2 separate regions of the Zea mays genome follow, and region 2 is linked to region 1. The links are chromatin contacts, called in public Hi-C maps. All regions are on one chromosome and are shown on one strand. The core of a region is the stretch at or near the end of the contact, and the rest is flanking DNA. Distances in the headings are between cores, read along the strand shown.

Region 1 (4,090 bases), core at 513-3,012:
AGACGTAGTCACGACTCGCCCGAGGCCACCTTTGGGTGTGAGACGCAATCATGACTCGCTCAAGGCCATGCCCAGATGGGACAAGTAGTCACGAGTCGCCCGAGACCAAGCTCAGGCGAGAGACACAATCACGACTTGGCCGAGGCCACTCTTGGGTGGGAGAGGTAGTGACGACTCGCTTGAGGCCAAGCCTACACGGGACAAACAGTCATGACTTGTCCTAGGACACTCTTGGGCAGGAGACATAGCCACGAGTCACCCGAGGCCATGCCCAGGTGGGACAAGCAGCCACGACTCTCCTGTGGCCACCCTCGGGCGGGACAAGCAGACACGACTCGCCCAAGGACAACCCCGTGCGGTACTGGCAGTAATGACTCGCCCGAGGCAACCTCGGGCGGGAAAGGCAATAATGATTCGCTCGAGGGAAACCCTGGGTGGGAGAGGCAGTCATGATTCACTCGAGGCCATCCTCGGGGGGAGAGGCAGTCACGACTCACCCGAGGCCACCCTCAGGCGGGAGACACAATCACGACTCGTCCAAGGCCAAGCCTGAGCGAGACAGGCAACCACGACTCGCCTGAGGCCATTCTCGGGCGAGACAGGCAGCCACGACTCGCCCGAGGCCAACCCCCAACGGGAGACGCAGTCACGACTCAAGCGAGGCCAAGCCCTGGCTAGACAGTCAGTCACGACTCGCCTGAGGCCACCCTCGGGTGGGACATGCAGTCATGACTCGCCCAAGGGCAACCCCTGGCGTGAGACGTAGTCATGACTCGTCTGTGGCCATCCTCAGGTGGGACAGATAGTCACAACTCGCTTGAGGCCATCCGCGGGCGGGACAGGCAGTAATGACTCGCTCGAGGCCATCTGCGAGTGGGATAGACAGTCACGACTGGCCCAAGGCCAACCTCCGGCAAGACAAGTAGTCACAACTCGCCCAAGGCCATCCTCTGGTGGGATACACAGTCATGACTCGCTCGAGACCACTCTTGGGCTGGAGAGGCTGTCAAGAATCGCCCAAGGCCAAGCCCGGCGGGAGACGCAGTCACGACTCGCCTGAGGACACCCTCGAGCGGGAGACATAATCACGACTCGTCTGAGGCCAAGCCCAGGCGGGACAGGTAGTCACGACTCATCCGAGGCCAAGCCCGGGCAGCAGACGCAGTCATGACCCATCCGAGGCCAAGCTCGGGTAGCAGACGCAGTCACGACTCGCCTAAGGCCACTTTGGCAGAACTGTCCGCACCCGGCCTCCTCCACCTCTTCCCGCCTCTCGCTCTAATCGCGCCATGTTCCACATGTCGCGGCCTCCATCCACCTAACGCCCTCTAATCTGCCTCCCGACGCAATTCGCGGTCCCACACACCCGACGCCCCGCCCCTCGAGCCTGCCTCCCAATGTCACCTCCCTCGCATGTCGACCGACACATGAAGTTTGGTTGATAACATCACTAAACAATGATCTATACATACATAAGTGTCACCCTGCCGGTTGATTACTTCACTAAACAATGACTTATGCCTGCATTAGTATTACCCGTTGCAACGCACGAGTATATACATAGTTAAATAGGATTGCTCTTATGGATCTGGGAGTTGGAATGCATGAAGTCGGCCGGTTCGTTCGACGTCCACGTTTGCAACTGGGCCGGGCCGGTTCGTTCGACGTCCACGTTGCAACTCAAGGTAGTTACTAAGCACAGGCAAGCCTAAACCGTGTACAAAACCGGCCCAACTGATCAAAAGCAAACAAACCCAGGTCAGGACTCACCGAGTCAGGACGGGGAAAGGAGAAAAATCCACCTCGCCCCTTTTCCACCAGGTCCCAGCCCAAGCCTCTTCGCCTCCGCTAGTACGCCTCCATGGACGCGTACCAGCACCAGCGACGCTTCGCCGGCGCCGGCGACGCACCGCCGCCGCCGCCTCACCCCTCCCACCCGAGCGCTCAGTGGTACCCGGCGCCCCCACTGCCATACCATCCTCCCCACCCCGGACACCCCTACCCTCCGCAGCACCACCACCAGTGGGCCCCGCCACCCGACATGCAGCACCAGCACCATCCGCCGCTGCCGCAGCCCTACGTGTACCAACCGCCACCCCCGCCCATGGCGATGCAGCAACAGCCGCCCCCGCCTCCTGGGAACCCCTGGCCCCCTCACCACGGCGCCGGGCAGCACCCGCCGCCTACCTACCCTCCTCCTCCGCCGGGGCAGGTACGTTGGGTTTACCCTGTATGGGTTTCGAATTTCCGCCGATGCATTGACGTTCTTGTTGGGGGGCAATATGTAGCTGGTTTTGTACTAGGGATTGTGAGTAGGTGTGGCTTTGAGTGTTAGGTTAGTTGTAAGGGGATTCCACTCCTAGTGCCCAGCACAATGGGCATGTGGTTGTTCGGGTGTAAGCTTATGCTTCCATTCTACTCAATTGTTGTATGCCTTAATGGCTGGGCACAGTTTGACATTGATATGATTGTACACAACGGTAGATGGGATGATTTTGCTATAATGCTATCAGTTTTTCACCTTTTTCATGGTTTCACTGGTACTATTGATCTGGATCTCAACTTTTCATCTTTGATTGAGGTGACCTTCATTTGTTTCATTGCTCTAAACTTTCACGGAACATGAAGTTCATTGCTGGGTGTTGCTTATTTTGCAGGCTTGGACCAATCACTCATGGGCTCAGAATCATGGATATCAAGGTTTACTCTTATATGTACCTCTGTTTCTTTCATATATAATTTTGCAAATCACGACGAGTTTAGTTTGATATGCTATGTTGTGGAATTTCTACTAAACATTCTATCCTAATGCTTATTGACGTGGGAGTTTTTTTTTGCTAAAGATTCTATTATACACACATTTCAACCTTGTTTGTGAAAACACAATATCTCAATACTGGTGTATAACACATTTCTGAAACTGCAAATATATATCCATCGTGGCCATGTTAATACTGGTGTTGTTATTCAAGTTTAATCTTAGTTGGAAATTTCTTTGCACCACTTGATTGTGGTGCTACTGCTATCTGTCATGTATTAGTGACTACACAGGAGATGTTTACTTTAAAATATTTAGCCTAACAGATTTACTGTCGTGTAATTCGCTTTCTGTATACAAATCTCTTGAGAACTATTTGTTGATAAATCACTATTAAGTGATTGGTTTTGCATACTCTTGACGTGACTGTTATTTTCTTATCTTATTATGAGTGCTTTCTTACATAATAAGTTCTTGGTAGTTTTTGGTGCGATACTTTGTTTTTATACTGGACTAAAACGTTTTCTTGTTTGTCGATGGACCAGTTGTTCATTTGGGGGGCCTTGTCATTAAATCTATTTAGGCTACTCTCAATGAAATAAACTTTAAACATAGCGTAAGATTTACTATAGTCAATCAACTTTAGAGAGACTTCTGAAGCAGAATAAATTTCTTGCGCCGATAAATCAATTGTTAGTATGACGATAGTTTCTCTATTTCCTTAAAAATTAAATAATGGAAGGTCATGACAATGAGGAAGATTGGGCTACAAAGGCTAAGGCATGGGTTGCTGCTAAATCTGTTATGGGAAACCACCAGATTCAACAGCATGCCATATCCACAAGTAGAACTGAAGGTCATCATAATGGTTACCATGATCAGTATCAGCAACCAGCTGGTCTGCCAACAGAAGTTACAGAAGCTTTGCACCCACCAGTACCTCAATCAAGTATTGATCATGTGCCATTTCCAATGACAGGTCAACAGAGAGAAACAAACCATTTATTAGGTAAAGTATCTTATTGCCCTTGATCTATATATTTTACTTATGGATGTGTAAGTTTCAGAATGGAGCTGAAGATTATATTGCAGATAGAGGTCCAATGGTGTCTCCAGCAAAGAATTTTGGTTCATTTTCGTCCACCTATGAGCAGGAGGTATCTTATAATTATTCTTCTGCTCCAGGTATGCCTTGCTTGGCAATTTAATTTCTTTGCGCAGCCTGAATCATAAAAGGCTGGTCGCTCTGGGTATGTTACCAGATTCAGTTGTGGAAAGACTTTAAATCTAGAGCGTCATTTATTTTAGAATAGAAAGTCTGGTACACTTAAC
Region 2 (4,090 bases), core at 1,137-3,636, 140 kb after region 1:
GCGCCCACGGCCACCGCTCCCGCCCCGCCCGGGCGCCCGACGACCGCCGCCGAACGCCGTCGTCCGCCCAACGCCGTCACTCGCCGCCGTCCACGGTAGCCGCGGCTTCCCCACATCGACGTTGTCCACCGACGTCGTACACCACCGTCGTCCGCGCAAAGCATTAAAGGTATATTATATATATTGTAATGTTTTATTTTCGTCGGTTTTTTATGGCCGACGGGAGTTAACTGTTATGTGATTAAGTTTTGTTTAAATTTGTTAATTAACAGTGTTATTAGTCTTCATATTTTTAATTTTATGTTGCAAATATAAAATGTGTTGTTTAATGTTATTAGTTAATGAATTGGATGATATGTTATGTATATATATATATGTATGTGTGACGTTTATGTGTTATGTATATATATAGTTATGTTATGTATATATATAGATGTATGTGTGATGTTTATGTTATGTATATATATAGTTATGTATATATATAGTGTAACTATTTATCTATAGATGTATGTGTGACGTTTATAAACATGAATGTCTCACACACACAATTCTTACTCGTACACACAGCCGCAATATGGGTGATAGACGTGATTGGATGTATGAAGGTTTCAAGAAGGGTGGGTGTCACACCAGTTCCACCACCACAGTTCACCACCCCTCCGACACATATACCTGCACCTGGAGATAGGTTACGTTTGATAACTCTCCATTAATTTATACACTTGTATACTTTTTGATATTTGCATTTAACGTGTTGATATTTGCTAACTTGCATAGGTTACGCCTGAAGCGGGTGGCAGTGGGTCTGATCCAGCAGCAGGGACTGGATTTGTTGACTCACTCTTCGCGTTCCCTCCTCCTGGTGGTGAAGGCGGCAGCGGTCATAGCTCTAACCACCCAAGTGGTGGTTATCTCTAAACACTTAAACTCGTGCTCGTTATGTTTTTAACTCCTGGACGTTATGTTTGTGTAAACACTCTCGTATCTGAAATGTTTGCGATGTGTGAATTATATCAATGTGTTTGTGATGTGTGATGTCAATGATGTGTTTGTGATGTGTGATGTCAATGCGTTTGTGATTTATATGTTTATGTGATACGTTTTGTCATATGTTTGTGATATATATGTTTTGTGTATGTTATGTGTGAGAAATATCTAATTTGGTGTTGCTGTTGCAGAAATATAGGTTAACTCCTGTCGGCCCAGTTAATTCCCGTCGGTTTGACCATAGCCGACGGGAATTGACTATTAACTCACGTCGGCCCAGATAATTCCCGTCGGCTGACCTGGCCGACGGGAATTACTAATTAATGCCCGTCGGCCAGGTCAGCCGACGAGCATTAATTAGTAATTCTCGTCGGCCCGGTCAGCCGACGGGGATAAGGCCTTATTCCCGTCGGCTCGATATTGGACGACGGGGATTACGTATTCCCGTCGGCGGCCGACGAGAATAACCGTATCCCCGACAAGGGACGCCTGGCGGCTGACAACCGACGGGAATAAGGGCTAAACCGACGGGAATTACTTATTCCCGTCGGTTTAGTGCTTATTCCCGTCGGTTCCTGGCCGACGGGAATTAACTGTTTTCCTGTAGTGGAGGCAGGCTGGATGTCGGCACAGAGGTGTGCGAAGGGGTGGTGCTAGGAGGCACGACCGCCGACGAGGAGGGATGGCACGACCACGTGGAGGAGTGACACAAAGGAGGTGAAGCATCAGATAGGTCACTGCTATCGTGAGGAGGTTGGGGGCGGCAATCTACGTTGGAGGGGCGTCAGTGGGTGGTAGTGGCGACACGAGGTGGAGGATGAGGCTAGAGTGTGGTGTAGTGGCGTGAGGTCGGATGTGGGCTTGGGCCGTGTATGAGGAGGATGGAAGAAGTGTGAGAAGGGCCATGTGGGTTGGGCTCGAACGCTTCTGCATAATTTATCAATTTTGGTCCACATCGAAGAACCCGCAGATGGAGTTCACAACTCATCTCAAACCTAATACTGTTCGAGACCTAAACTTATAGCCAGATAGCCCCGTGGGAGAAAATGTATCCTCGCTCCTGCCTCGCCTTGTCTGAAACCCGCAGGGACCCGCCCCCTCTCGCGCTACGGCCTGTCGCAGCTTGCACTGGCTCCATGTGGCGCCGAGATAGCGAAGGACGGGATCTATGCCAAACGGCTCAAACTGATGGCGCCGATCGTGATAATTTTAGGTAGTGATGGTTTGTCTTTGATGCAGTAGTCTATCTCGACCCACAAATCGCTCCAACAATCGTACTCTTGGCACTATTTACCACCACTGGCTGGCCCACTTGCTACTGCTGTCGCTCCTCGTCCTCGCCTCACTCCGAATAACCAGCAGCCAATGTTAGCCAACGGTGACGCTCGCGTCTGAACCCATGCATGCGAGGCACGTGCTCGTCTCCTCCGTCTTCCTGTTCTTCGTCGTCGCGCTATGTACCGTCGTCCTACCCCCGCCCCGGTGGCCAAGGTCGACGTCGTTCTTCCAGCCGTCGTGGCTGCCTCCGCTCAACAGAAGAGAGCGCGACGACAGCGCCGACGCCCACCCGCCGTGCGACTACTCGGACGGACGATGGGTGAGGGACGATGCTGCCGACGTGACGACGTACACGGAGGACTGCCCGTTCCTCGACCCGGGATTCCGGTGCACGCGGAACGGCCGCACGGACTCGTCCTTCCGACACTGGCGCTGGCGACCTCGTCGCTGCGACCTCCCTAAGTAGGTAGCGCCGCCGGCCCGCGCGCCATGTCAGTGTCACGACATCTTCTTCTTCTTCTTCCTTCCGGTTCGACGACGACGACGTCAATGGTTTCATTAAGTTATTTTTGTCAGATTCAACGCGACGGACATGCTGGAGCGGAGCCGGGACGGCAGGATCGTCTTTGCCGGGGACTCGATCGGGCGCAACCAGTGGGAGTCCATGGTGTGCATGCTCGCCGCCGCCGTGCCGGCCGCGTCGTCGTCCAGGGTGTACGAGCGGTCCGGGAAGCCGATCAGCCGGCACAAGGGCTACCTCGCCATGGTTTTCGCCGACTACAACCTCTCCGTCGAGTACTACCGCGCGCCCATGATCGTGATGGTCCACCGCTTCCCGGCGGCAAACAACGCGACGGCAGGCAGCGTGAGGGGGGGCGTCCGCCTTGACGCGCTGCCACGGCACGCCGACCGGTGGGCCGCCGCCGACGTGCTCGTGCTCAACTCCGGCCACTGGTGGAACCAGCACAAAACCGTCAAGGCGTACGTATGCAATGCCATGGCTATTTTGTAATCTCTGGGTAGTAAGGCATTGAGTTGAAGCTGTGCGTGTGGTGTGGCTCGTGAGCAGAGGAAACTATTTCATGGTCGGCGACCGCTTGAACAAAACCATGGACATCAAGGAAGCTTTTCAACGGTCCCTGCAGACGGTGAAAGATTGGGAATTGAGTAGTGCTCAGCTTTCGGAAAGCTATTTCTTCTTCAGGAGTTTTTCTCCCTCGCATTACAGGTAAGTAAGGGAGTGGTGTTAATTGCATTGTGATAATAAAGAGAAGAGAACTGTGGTTTATATATGATATGACAATTAAAATATATGATCCAGCAATTGCGACTGTTCGAGGAAATCTCCATTGCGACAGTTCGAGAAAATTTAACCATGATTTTTCTGCACCTGAAAATGGCAGCAACGGCACCTGGAACACTGGCGGTTCGTGCGCCGGCCAGCGAGAGCCACCGACCACAAACAATGGCCGCTCCGAGGAAGAGTACTCATGGATGAACGCGATGATTGCGAAGATGACGGAGGATATCAAGAGCCACGGGAGGAAGGCGAGGTTTCTGAACATCACTCACATGACGGAGCTCAGGCCTGATGGCCACCCGGCAGGGCACAGGGAGCCCGGAACGCCGCCGGACGCGCCGGAGGACTGCAGCCACTGGTGCCTCCCCGGCGTGCCGGACGTTTGGAATCAGATCCTCTACGCACACCTCTTGTCCGCAGGGTATGGCACGCGCAGGAACCAGAGATAACTATTTGTACGTATTGGTACGTGTATATGTAGATTATTGCGCCGTCTTAGCGTGCTGTCGTATAAATTAATTAAAG

Evidence for each region. A called contact is a pair of places that touch in the nucleus more often than the background predicts.
Region 2: a Hi-C map of leaf shows a contact between it and region 1, with 5 times the contacts expected there. The contact joins the promoter of LOC103648344 here to the promoter of LOC103645806 in region 1. A contact is called at or near these places in 2 of 25 Hi-C or Micro-C datasets (both in leaf).

Annotation. Positions count from the first base shown.
Region 1 is chr2:3,919,962-3,924,051 of Zm-B73-REFERENCE-NAM-5.0, forward strand. It overlaps LOC103645806 (dentin sialophosphoprotein), which reads left to right and starts at 1,763. Exons shown (of 14, transcript XM_008670527.2): 1 at 1,763-2,212; 2 at 2,658-2,700; 3 at 3,501-3,767; 4 at 3,851-3,943. The coding sequence starts at 1,862.
Region 2 is chr2:4,055,017-4,059,106 of Zm-B73-REFERENCE-NAM-5.0, forward strand. LOC103648344 (protein trichome birefringence-like 8) reads left to right here and starts at 2,387. Exons shown (of 4, transcript XM_008672831.1): 1 at 2,387-2,727; 2 at 2,842-3,246; 3 at 3,335-3,493; 4 at 3,669-4,014. The coding sequence starts at 2,387. The coding sequence ends at 4,014.